Linked DNA regions of Oryzias latipes: region 2 is linked to region 1. Evidence: chromatin contacts called from public Hi-C data. All regions are on one chromosome and are shown on one strand. The core of a region is the stretch at or near the end of the contact, and the rest is flanking DNA. Distances in the headings are between cores, read along the strand shown. Region 1 overlaps adk (adenosine kinase). Region 2 overlaps adk (adenosine kinase).

Region 1 (6,466 bases), core at 2,426-4,925:
GTTTTGAAAGTTAAACCAGATTAACTTTGACCAATCAGGGACTCTGATTTGGTAGTGACATATGGATGCCGTCCCTTTTTTGTAGACTGAAGACCCGACTGGTTAAAAAATGGATAAGAGAGGCGATATTATTAATTACGGTTTGTGCCAGGCCAGACTTATATGTCACCAAGTCTTTCATTTATCGGAATAGAGCTGTGAAAGAGAGAGTCTGGTGCAAAATTAATGAGTTTTGGATCCTTTCTACATTTCTCACCGCGCCTCTTCTAACAAAGAGTCTCAGGTAGCAGCAGTCCTGTGTGAACATTGCATACTGCGTTCAAGAACTGGGCTTTCTATCATTTTTTAACGCGCATCAATGAAAAGTCTCTGCAAATGCACGTAAATGCGGGTTACGAGCTTCCACGATCAAAACTCTTCCGTTCACGTGCAGATTTGCACATTTTTAAGATCGTTTTTTGGGCCCGTGTGAATGTAGCATAAAGGCGGTTCATCCAGAAGTAAAGACATCAGAAATTTGTATAAGGACACCAGCAGTCTATACAATTTCCAATGCAGTTTGCGTAGATGCTGTAAAAGGCAAAAAAACAATGTTCATAAGGTAAAGAGATGAATAATGGCTAGAAAAAAAATCTGATATGGCTGAAGCTGGTCATTGACAGACACAATAAAAACATTACACCCCAGTTAATGTTTTAACAATGTACTTTTTTTCCTGTATTCTTTCATAACTAAGCCATCTGTTTCCATTTCTTTGACCTTTTCTTAGTTAGATCTCCTTTGACTGAGAAGTGGACAATTGTGTCACATAAAATGTAAGATATGTGAAATATGAAGGTGGTGTGTAAATACACGACCAAGCGATAAAAAGGAGTCAAAAGAATTTGAAATTGTTGAGAACAAAAACAAGAGTTCACAGAAAGTCTAAAGACACTGGTATGAAGAAAGAAATGCTATCAGCACTACAGAAAACTACAGCTATAGTGACATTTTTGGTCTTTTATTGCATCACGTACACCAGGTTTGTGATTTGTTTTCTCCACTTCATGAATTTGTGCAAAAAATAATAATTAAATCTTGGCCAACAAAGCATGCATAGGTGCATCAGTCAGCGCTACAAACAACCTCGTGACCTGTTTTGCACATGCCTATAGGACAATATTTAGAGCCTCTACATTCTAAAATGAGCGTGCTCAACATATGTTGGACTTTACATGGGGTCACTTAACACTGCAGAGCATTATTTTGAGACCAACACATTAACTCTTAGGTTTCAAGAAAAAACATTTCAGAAAAATATTTAGGAATATGAAACATTTGTAAGTCTTCTGCTGGTCTTTTAGTTATGATTATGCCGTTTTATAGCCAAAATGAATAAGCCCTGTCATTTACTAGGACGTAGTTTCTGCGGAGCAGCAAAAGTTCGTCAGAAATTTGCCTCTGAGTTGTTGCTTACACAGTTAGTGCTGAGTGGGCCTGCCTTCGTTTCCCATCATCTCTTTTTTTTACACTCTCTCCCACCAGCTTTACAGCCCCTCACAACCCCAAGCTCACATTACTGAGGCAACAAAAACGGCGAGCAATATTGTACATGTATGAGCCAGATGCCAGATCGGAAAAGGAAAATCAAGAAGTACATTGATCTAGTCGTCTACAACTGGATGCATCACAATGGAGCTTGTGGCCCACTGACCGTAGCACCCACGTCACTGCTACCAGTTTTGTTTTTTGTTTTTTAATTAGGACAGTGCATATTAAACAATGTTTCAGCAGCTGCTTCAACATAAATATGCCAGGGTTAGCACAGGAACTAACTTTCATCCGTTGTCCTAAGGCAGGATAAAATGTTCAACAATTACATTTACAGCACAATACAATAGCACAATATCAGTGATAAAGATATTTACAATAAATCAGGAGTCTAAAAAAATCCAAGAAAAGCTATAATATCATAAACGTCTGCAGGACCGGTTTGTTTTCAGCCATTGTTTAAGTTTTAAACTGCACTTTTTCTAAGAAATACTCAGAAACGCAGTTTCCATTTAAATTTTCTTTATATATGTCCTCCATCATGACAGAAATGTTACCAGAACATGTTAAAAACACCCAAAACATGAGTGAACAATCTCCCTGTTTAGATATTCCCTAAAATGCAGTTCAGAAGTTAAAACAAAAAGAGATTTCTGCAATGTTTGCTTGACATTTGAGCATCAACACTGCCGTGCCAGCGTTACAACCCAGCATTAAATACACAATGCAAAATAAAAGGACTTCACCTCAGAAAAGGAAATAAAATTGCCAACTTTAAAGGAATTATTTTGTTAATTGGACATCGTTTTTCTGTCATTATTTCACCAAATGTTTTTTACTAAAAAAGATGTGAGTTGTTGGCCCACAACATTAGCTACATTAGCTAAAACTTACACGAATTTAAGAACCAAGTCTTTTTATGTTGAGAAAATGTTGAAATTTTATCAAATACCTGGAACAAGTGAAATAAAATGGGAATTGGAAACAGGGCTTCCATTGGGAAACGGGAGATAAACAATTGCAGCGTTTACACATAAACCACAGAAGCACACTTGACAAATACTGAAAGCAGTTCTTTCCGTTTTTGCATTTTCCCATCATATTGTCATTTTGAACATCAATACCTTTGGCGCTTAGGCGCAACATGATGCAAAGCTGGGCTCCGCAGCAGAGGCTTTTTCCTTGGAGCCAGGAACATGAATAATGTGTATTCTCCACATTCTTCACATAAACAGTCTCCTAGTGGGCCAAGTATATAAACGTGTCCACCCTGCTAGGGTAATTGACCCAACTGCAGTGAAGATGACATGCTATATTAGGAGTTGCTTGGCTTTTTTCCCATAACTCTACATCGCAGGCTGTTCCTTTGAAGCATATTTACAACAGAGGTGCAGGGGGGGACATCACATGACATGCTAAATAGGTCAAGGTGGACCATATCATTCCCTCTGGTGCCGTGTGTAATTTCATCTTATATTTACAGAGTGGAGGTAATTGTTGTGGAAAAAGCTTGATGCTGGCTTATGTTATGTTCAAATGCATTTGGGGATTTAAAATGTATTTTATGGCTTCACTTTTAGGAGGAAAAACATATGAATTTTAATCTTTAACAGGACGTGTACAGTTTTTATAAAATCCCAGTGCCACAGACTGGATAAATCCATATGCAGAGTGCATTATGACAAACCAACATGAGTGGAAACAGGTTCAATACCTGGCATAACCTTGCTTTAACGAGGCATGGTCGAATTTTGAGTTAGTGTGAAAGTACCCACAAATTCTTCAAAGAAAGTCTACATATCGTTTCTCAAGGCAAAGGGTCTGCCCGGGGCACAATGTTCCTAATAAAGAAAAAAATACTTTCCATGCAAGTGGAAAATATGCTAAGCAAAAGAGAAAAAAAATCTTTCCTCAGACACCTGTTATGAGTCCTCGACAAAAAGGAAAAAATTTGAGCTCTGTGGATGTTTATAGCAATGAATGTAGCCGAGGGACTCTACACCCATTTCAAATGGAGGCGCAGTTTCTGAGCATTTGAACTTTTTTTTCCTCACTAGAAGTATTTGCTCCACCTTTCAGTGCAGACAGCATGGGGCCCTGCTCTTGGACGCCTTGAAAAAAAGAAAAAAAAAATCCAATCCGAAAAAGGAGCAGCTGCCCGGAGACCTTTACACCCTCAAAAATCATGTGATCCCTCAGCAGCGACACCGTAAAAGGCCCCCATGGCCATTTATGGATAGAAAATCCCTTTCCATCTACTGCAGTCGGGGCTCACCCTTTGATAGGAGTGAGCATGAGGACAGAAATTGTTTTTTGAAAAAAAAATGTCTAAAGCTACTCACCTCACCCTTTAAAACCTGTTGGTGTTGCTCAAAGGAAAAGCAATTTCAACTGTGGCGCACATTTCACCAACATATAGAGTACATGTGCTTTACAAGAGGCTGCTATTGACACCGACTGGATATCACTCTTGAAATAGTGTTTTAAATACAAACACACCAAACAACAAGTCTGCCCCAATGGTAGGGGCAGCTCACATAACTCAGAGACATTTTGGTGTTTACATTCCTGGGGATTGAACCCCCCACCGTTGTTTCCCATCAAGGGAAATATGAGAGCCTCTAAGTACTTCTCTATCCAAGAGACTCACAAGTCCCCCCTCCTCACAAATGCTTTACAAAAAAAAGGCAAGTAGACTATTTACATGAGGCAATAATTCAAGATTTGCTCTTCTAAATCTCTTACATGGAGGGCAAGGCGAGCCCATTTAACCAATCCCTCTTCATTCGCCTTTGATGTTAGCCTATCTCTATAAGACTGGATGAGTGCTCTAAAATCCCAGTCGAGTGATTTCACAGGAAGAACAAGTCTCTGTTAATCAATGGCTAGATTGGATCTGGATCCTCCAGAGTGGTCTGCCTGAAAGTCCTCCCCAAGTGTTTGAGTGCACACCGGGGTAATTCATTGTTAATGATCACCGTAGCACCCATTCTCCTACGCGCCGTTCGTTCTCATTTAATTGCCTCGTTCACATTTAAACAGCTTACAAATCACAGGGACAGGCATGAAAAACATGATCAAGCTGTCCCGATCCCTAATCAGGAGAGGATCGACGTGTCTTCGCTGTCCTCCTTTGTAGAAGGTGCGTCGGAAAAAAGCTACAGGTATATTTAAACGGATGTTTTCTGCAGAGAAATGCGGCTAAAAGGCTTCGGAAATCACAGTTTCAACATGGCCATCTGGAGTGGAGACAAGTTCCTTCATTGATTAGATTCCCCAATCAGTAAGTGCATCCAATACCAGCCTTTCGTTGGTAGTCCAGAGGCACTAGAAGGACGGATGCACAGGTAATTGTTTCCATAGGTCAGGGGGAGGAAAAACCACTCAGGGATGTGACGAAAGGGAGATGGAAAGGGTGAGGAATATTGTTGTTTTTTTCTCTCCAATTAAATTGTTTGTCAAACCCTTCACAAAGGGTTACACAGTTTATCTGTTTAGGATCAATACGCTACGTCTGGGAGTGAAAGCTTGTCCCGACACAAGACAGGCCCATTAATTATTCTGTTCTGTGTGCTATCGCTGGGCTGCTCAAGGTTGAGCCTTATCTTTTCTTATTTCAAATCAATAATTATCTTCCATGCCTGTGCAACCCACTCAGAAATAGATGTACTTTTCATTCAATACCTGTAGAGTCTGCCTCTCTCGCGCAGCAGATGAAGAATGCAGAATGAATAGGAAATTCTTATCGCTGGAACATTAAGGCGGGGTGAGAATAGATGGCAAAGAACGAGGCACATAAAAGCACTGAGCACAAATGAGTCATGATTCAAAGAGCGACTGAGGCCTTGTTCCCTGTCCTCTGACACCCTCTAATAGACTGCACTGATGGGTAAATGTTGATTTGCACAAACGCATTACAATATCGTCATTATTCAGGTACCCCCGGTTCATTTGTGTAAAAAAGAAAACACACACAACTGCGTTGCACACTGGATGCACAATTAATGACTGCACAATTACATGGTCATAATGGGTGAGTAATTGCATTAGAATGCAGAACCAACAAATGTGCATCCCTTTAATAATCGGCCGATCCAGCAGCAGCAACAGCCATTTGTTGGCATTAGCTGAAGACTACTGTTTGTACGTAATTAGGCTGCACTCAAGGATTAGGCGGTGGGGATGAAACCGGTCGAGAAGGATGAGTTCATCTTATTTCCTCAGAAATGTCACAGGTTTTTTGGCTTCGCGCTGCAGAGGGTGGCGTTTGTCACATTGTGCTGTGTGTTTGTGGGAGTGTGTGAGGATACGAGGGAGAGGGGAAGAGGAGTGGGAAAAAGGCACGCAAGGATGGGGGCTTCTGGCGTTCTCTCGAGGATTGAGATTTGAAGCTCGAGCACAAAGCCTTTGAGACGTTCCCCTTATCTTGGAGGTGGATACCGGGATCTGGGCGATTCAGAGCGCTCCATGTGAATAATTCCACCAGCGTCTTTTGCTGTGGCGACCATATGGCCCAGTTTGAACTTTAAACATGCTGGAAGTGCTGTGGCTCGCCGCTCAGCCTTCCTATCTTTACACCTGCAAAGGCTCGGCGCACAGGAACGATCATGTACATCTGCAAAAGGCTGACATCAATGGATTCCTTCCTCTGTGGCTGCTGCGAGATCAAAGATGGCTAAAAATAGCGTCTCTGAACTGAACATTGTGTATGTACCGACTGAGACGCCCACATTTTAATTATAAAAAGCTTCTCTAAAAGGGGGAGTGGGAAGGAAAGGAATCATCTTCACACAGTCACAGAAATGTAGATTGTTTGTTACACCTCCTTTCACTGGGGGATGTTTCCTTCTGGCACCACCTGCTGGCAGCTGGCGTCAACAAAAGAGAGGAGGCATCTGCAGCTCCAGTGAGGACAAGCTGTAATTATGATTGCATC
Region 2 (6,466 bases), core at 2,024-4,523, 52 kb before region 1:
AGAGGGTTCGCTGAGGCTTTCTTCTGCAGTTCCCAGAGACCTTCCCCTGAAGTGTTGATGTAGCTCTATCATGACATTCTTTGTGATCTCATACACCAGCAAAAATGAAAAGAAAGCATTATTATATCTATCTATCTATCTATCTATCTATCTATCTATCTATCTATCTATCTATCTATCTATATATATATATAGAGAGAGAGAGAGAGAGATATCCATATATATATACATACAGTATATTCCCTTGTCTATTTAATTCTTTAATCCATTTCTACAATAGAAAAGCAAAATCTTTTGTTTTCAATCTTTTGAGACTTTGCTCTTTCATGAACTCCAAACCATCATTATAAAAAACTGAAAAATAATTATTCTGCAGAACTAAATAACAATTAAAAAAGACTTCTACAAGGAAAATTGTGTTTTTAACATGTTCTTGTGTCATTTTTCTGATGATGGAGGACCTGATGATAATTAAGAACTTGGAGGAGAAATCTAATTATTGATTTCAAATTTTTGTCAAAAACCTTTTTTTTTTTTTTAAGGAAATGTTATTGCCTTAATAAATACTGCAGCTGAGTGAAAGCCACAGCATGTGTCTGCAGCGAGCATCGTTGGCCTTTCCACCCTAATTTACCACACTCCACCCGCTCAAGCCTGTAGGGTGTGGAGGTGGCTGATGCTCCAGCAGGGCTGGGCCAACCCATACATCCCACCAGCAAAGGACACCCTGCCAAGAGCCAATCACCACACACACTCTCTCCTGACAGTTTATTACCACTCAATTAGGCAGGTGCACTTCCACACATAGGCTTCTGACAAAATGCAGCTCCCGGATGCATGTTTAACATCCAAGAGGATTATATAGTGAGAGCAAACACTAACTGCTTCACCCTTATCACTTGATTGCCTCAAGATTAAAATCCTATAATTGGTCCAAGCCAGCAGGAGAAAAATATGAAACAGCCAGAGAATATGATGAGATGTGGTCGACTTGTAATTAATCAATTATGAATTCAAAATCATGAGACATTTGCAGGCAGTTATGAAACGTTTGATTAGGCGCACTTTAAGTTGTACTCTGCTAAAGACACTGGGACGCATCAGAGCAGTTGTCCGTCCTGTGACATGACCTCCAGAGATGAGAGGCATGCTGACACGCTGGCTTGGCCGGTGAGAGACGGGACTTGGCACCCATTGCTCTTTGTCCCCCCACCCCCGAAAGTAAAAAAAGAAAAAGGGGGGGGGGGGGGGCTGGCTTTCAAATCTTAACACCAGTGGGCCCAGATTGTACACATACCAAAAACACACAGAGTCGAGAGAAAAAAAGGCAATCCCTTGAGATGGGATTCTAATAAAAATGAAATGATTTACAAATCTATTTGATAAGGCTTGCCAGAAGTCAAACTTGGCATGTAAATGTGGTGGGGATTAAATTTCATCGGCAACCAAGACTGTAACTGATCGCCTGCAGACAAAAGGGGAGCCTGCCAGTACCCCCCCCACCACCACCCCCCCACCTCTCCATCCTCCCTCCTGTTTTCTCTCCCATGCCTGCATTTCACTGCATGATCCCTTCACGACTGTTCGGAAGGACAGGGGCAGAGCAAAAGTGGTGCAGTGTTTTGGAAAAGGTGGAAAACAGAGAAGGGCTGGGGCAGAAAAGGCAGGGGGAAGACGGGATGAATGTTGGAGATAAAGAGCAGTGGGGAGACAGAGAGCAGAAGGACAGCGGGAAGAGTCTCAAGGTCAGCATCAGGACAAAGTCCCGAGTTGGACAGTCGCTGCTGCAGTTCACCTCTGTGCTAATCAGGCCTTCAGCTGGCTGATGAGGTGTCAGTAAGATGTGTTGAAATGATTTTTCCTTTGCTTTTTTGGCTGTGGGGTGGAGTAACAATGTGTGTGTCACTCTTGGGAGTAAGCAGGCTGACGTTCTCCTTGCAGTGCCAGTACTGCATTTTTTTTTCTCTTCCTGCCTTTTCTTTTTTTTTTTTTCCACTTGCATATTATGCCACAGTGGCTGAAGTTGAACTTAGTTTTCCCCTGCAGTGACGGGAAGAATGGAACTGCCAATTAATGTTATATAAAGTCCGCCAGTGTTAACAGTGAGTGTTCAACTGGCTGTGCTGCTTCAGGTCCCACTCCATTTATCTTTTGATCTACTTTAAAAGCATTACCATTGGTCTTTTATTTAGTATTATACCGTTTTTAGTGTCACAGAACCCCCAGAGTTGTGGATGGGACCGTTGGCATGAAGTGAGCCTACTCTTATTTCCCATCATCTCTTTGTTTACACTCTCTCCCGCTAGCTTACAGTCCCTCACACCTCCAACTTAACATCAGCGGTGCAACAAAACTGGACAGCATCATCAGAACTATCCAGCCATAACGTTTTGATCTAGATGTCAGCTTGGAGGACAAAAACGAAGGCGTACATGGAACTATTTGTCTGCAAAATGAAGCATCGGAAAGGAGCGGAGCAGGGAGCTTGTGGCCTGCCAATTATGGCCCCTGCGTCACTGCTACAGTTTTATCCAACTGCATTTTTCTGCAGTTGGATAAAGCTCCTGAATCAGTTGCTCCTGATTCACGATTTGAATAAGGAAATACTCGGTACTTCTTTAAATATGTTCTCCATCATTATAAAAATGCAACAAGAACATGTTCAAAACACCAAAAACATGATTTTCATCTGAGTGGGTTTTTAACAAAAAGGTGCACTAGCTAGTTTCCCCTTCAGGCACACCCAACCTCTTCCAGCCTATCGTAGGGTTGCAAGCTAACAGCTGTGATCCGATTTGTGACCTAACGGTTTTGCAGCTTGTGTCGCATTGGGCGAGTTCTGTGTAGCAGGCGGGCTGGCAGGGGCGAGCGTCTCCTCCGTCTATCCTTGGGTTATTTCTGACCATCTGTGCCCAGTCATTAACAGGACTTTTCACAGTCAATTGTCTTGTTCCTCTCCCCTCGACTCCATGCCTCTTAGTTACACTGACCATGAGATGTGCTTTTTCTTTCTCCTTGAATGTAAATGGCTTATTTGAGTAGAGGTCATTTTATTAGCAGGGGCCAAGTAGAGATATAGGTTAATTCAAAGTGGCATCATGGAAGATGCATCAAGCAGTGCAGATCAAATTACAGGGCAAAGCGCTCAGTGGTATAAAAAAACCCAACAACAAGCCAGTGGTATGCTGCAGAATGTGTATGTGCACGCTGTGTGTGTTAAACAGCAACGTATGTGTGTCTGAGAGCAGGAGAGAAGCAAAGAAGACAGCAAACGGAGAGGAGAAGCGGGAGGAAGAGGAGGAGGGAGGGGTGTCCATAGAAGGCCAAGGGGGGATGGGATGGAAGGAAAGTGGAAGCAAAAGAAAGGAGGTGCAGGGGAGGAGGAGGAGAAAGAGGCTAACTGGGCCAGCGTGCACACATCACCCCCACCAATTAGAGTCACTCATCTTCCCTCCTCACAACACATCACCCTCCGTTTCTGATGTTTACAATTTCCAGGGTAAGAACTAACTGTACACACGGCGGCGGCGATGGCATTCAGCAGGAAAAAGAGACGTGCCTGAAATGGATTTAGCCATTCCTTCTTTCCCCCCCCTCGCCTTTTGTTGTTGATCTTTGTGCGATGATTTGCCTAAGGACTCAGATTTCCTAGCAACAGCCTGCCACCAAACATTTGGCAGGAGTTCAAAACCCTCTCTCTTTGTGAAAAAACGGCAGTGCTGCCTCCCCGCTCTGCGTCTGCCACCAGCCCTGCTGCTGCCACCGCTGCCGGATGAGCCAGGCGGGCTGCAAGAGCTCTCCAATAATGCCGTTTTCATCCAATCCTGCCGCATCGCAGCGGCCACCTTGAGAGCCTCTGCCAGGGATCATCAATCAGCCCCTTGAACTCACATGCTCTGACAAACATCAACACATGTATGGGGAAAATAACATGCTAACACACACATGTGGACTTTGCGGTGACTTAATTTGCAGAACATGACCACAAAAACCACCTGGTATTAGTGGGATGGAGATCAACAAAGCATGTAAATATACAGAACTGCTCAGTGCGGTGAAAGGGGAGAAATCTACAATATGAATTTAAAGCAGTTAAATACTTCTAACTGCTCTTGACGAGGTTAATGGAAAGAGGAGGCTCCAGTCTAGACTCGTCATGCAGTACAACATGGGAATTGCCGTGGCGCTGTATCTAGACGAGTACCTTAGAAGTCTAATAAAGCGAGTGATCCCTCTGTTTTGACAAAGAGGCCCTGGAGGAACACAGAACGCCGTGTTTTTTAGATTCCAGGCACTGACAAACACCCATTTGTGGCCCTTCTATCCCCCCTCAAATCCCACGGAAGCTTTTCCCTGTGCACAAGACGGTCGGATGTGGGCAAAACCCAACTGCCAATTTGCAGAGGATGTGCCGTGTTTGCTAATGCGAAGCAGAGGCTAAAAATGAGACCACACATACGCCGACAAATCTGCTCTGTAGCGCAAGCACCGACAGCAACTCTTTGTATTTTTGTTGTTGTTTTTCCTTACTTAATTTTCGTGTTGGTCTTTATTTCTCCAACTGGGTGGCTAATTATGGAAACGCCATCATTATTGCACTACATCATCATCTTTAACTCCTGTTTAGAGGGCTTGTGGGTAACGTGGGGGAGAGCACACGGGGAATTTCACTTGGGACAATGTGCCAGGGAGTGTGTTGATGGCTGGGCTGTAATGCTGATTTATGTTGATAATGAACTGTTTAAAGATTTGGAATGTAGTGTGATTTCAGGGCTATCATTTGTGCCTGAGATGAGAGGGAAAATGGTAATCTGCTGGAATTAAATATAATCCCAAACAGTGAAACACGACCGAGGCGGGCCATCCTACTCTAGAAGCTGCATGTGAAGACATTACCTCAGCAGGGCCGCTTGTGTGTATGTGTGTGAACGTCTATAAACTACATTTGTCCTGCTCAATCTGTGCGCTGTGTTTTGTCTGTAAGGGGAAGACTGTGTAGGAGGGTTAAAGCCGAATGAACTTGCATAATCAATTTTCACACTTTGGCAGCACCTGTTGGTTTGTCCCCATGTTAAAAGAAATGAATGAATGCATTACATGTAGAGCAATTTCACACTGTGCTGCAGCTTCGTGCACAAAGACAAGAAGAAAATGGGGGAAAATGGAGCTGTATTGTGTCAATAGGTAACATAGCTCATTTCACTCAACAAAGGATGAATGGTTATATTGACAATGCAGAAGGCGTGCTGAGGCATTTCCTGAATAAAGCCTCTTAACATTTTGTCCTCTGTTGGCAATAGTTGGGGAACAATCATTTTGAATGTAGAAGGTCTCACTTACTGCAATATAATAGACTTTGGCTTTCTCCACCAGCTCCCAGTTGCTGTCCAAGTCCAGGTGTTTTTCCTTTTTGTAGCAGTTTGCCGCTGCCAGGTTAGCAACAAGGGACCTGTGGAGACAGACCCCATAAATCTTCTGCCTCGCTTGTCATCCATCTTAATTTTGTCCTTAAAAAAGAAAAAAAAACGCCCAGAAGCCCCAGAATTTTCTTTGTTCCTTGAAGATATAAAAGGATGATAACAGTTTCCTCTTCAGTGTCTGAACTCAGGTGAAATCTAGATTTATTTCCTTTAGAAAAGTAACTCTCAAAATACTACAAATAGATGTTAAAAAAGGAAACATCTAGAAGTTAGCTTATTACTTGGAGAAGTTGTAAAAAGTAGTGTATTTGCGACATAGAAAATATGCTGGGCGGGCCACAAGCTTCCCATTCTGGGCTTTAAGTAACGAAGGGGAAGAGGAAGAGGGGCCGGGGTTGCCAATGGTCCTGCCCACAACTCATAGGCAAATTTTTAATGTACTACTGCTGCTCGGCAAATGCTATATCCTAGAATTTTTTTTTGGTTTATTTAGGCTATAAACTGAATTATTATATTTAAAAGAGCACTGGGAATGCTTTTAAAATAGATCAAAGATGTTCGGAGGGGGTCTTGAACATCAAAATGACTGCAACCATCACAGCTACTTAAAGAGAGGGAGGTGAGGGGGATTCGGCCACATGACAGGAGGGAGTAGGAAGAAGTCTGTCCTTACATGGCAAAAAAAAAAAAAAATGCTGTTGGTGTCAGAGAGAAGAGTAACAGTGTGCTAAGTTGATCAGAGTGAGATGATGAAGGCTGCTATGTGACAGGAGGATTGGGACGGCGCTTGACCTGAGCTGCAGTAATCGACTCAAAGGTCGGAACAAACATGACAGGCAAAATGAGTGTCATCACTGAGGGAGTCCCGCAGACAGGAGCACCTAGAACACGATCAGGGGAGCAAACAGATCTGAGGGTAGGACACAGTTGTAGAGGTTCCCCTTCTAAATGTCTTCCAACAGCTGACAAACTTTCAAATCTACTAGATAAAAGTCCAGTTTGGTAATGGAACTAGTTTTAAAAATGTTAGTAGTAGTCGTAGTAGT

The links. A called contact is a pair of places that touch in the nucleus more often than the background predicts.
Region 2: a contact with region 1 is called in a Hi-C map of fibroblasts, with 2.9 times the contacts expected there. The contact joins two enhancer-like sites. A contact is called at or near these places in 2 of 5 Hi-C or Micro-C datasets (embryo and fibroblasts).

Annotation. Positions count from the first base shown.
Region 1 is chr19:10,082,135-10,088,600 of ASM223467v1, reverse strand. The region is part of intron 3 of adk (adenosine kinase); the gene reads right to left. Among protein-coding and RNA genes, the nearest start is that of adk, 13 kb to the right of the region's middle. Within about 2 kb of position 3,675, at least 4 of the 8 cell types and tissues checked have an H3K27ac peak or open chromatin away from gene starts, as enhancers often do. A contact at or near this core is called in embryo, where this site is marked.
Region 2 is chr19:10,133,363-10,139,828 of ASM223467v1, reverse strand. It overlaps adk (adenosine kinase), which reads right to left. Exons shown (of 10, transcript XM_020711872.1): 6 at 5,341-5,449. Among protein-coding and RNA genes, the nearest start is that of LOC111946377, 8.9 kb to the right of the region's middle. Within about 2 kb of position 3,273, at least 5 of the 8 cell types and tissues checked have an H3K27ac peak or open chromatin away from gene starts, as enhancers often do. A contact at or near this core is called in embryo, where this site is marked.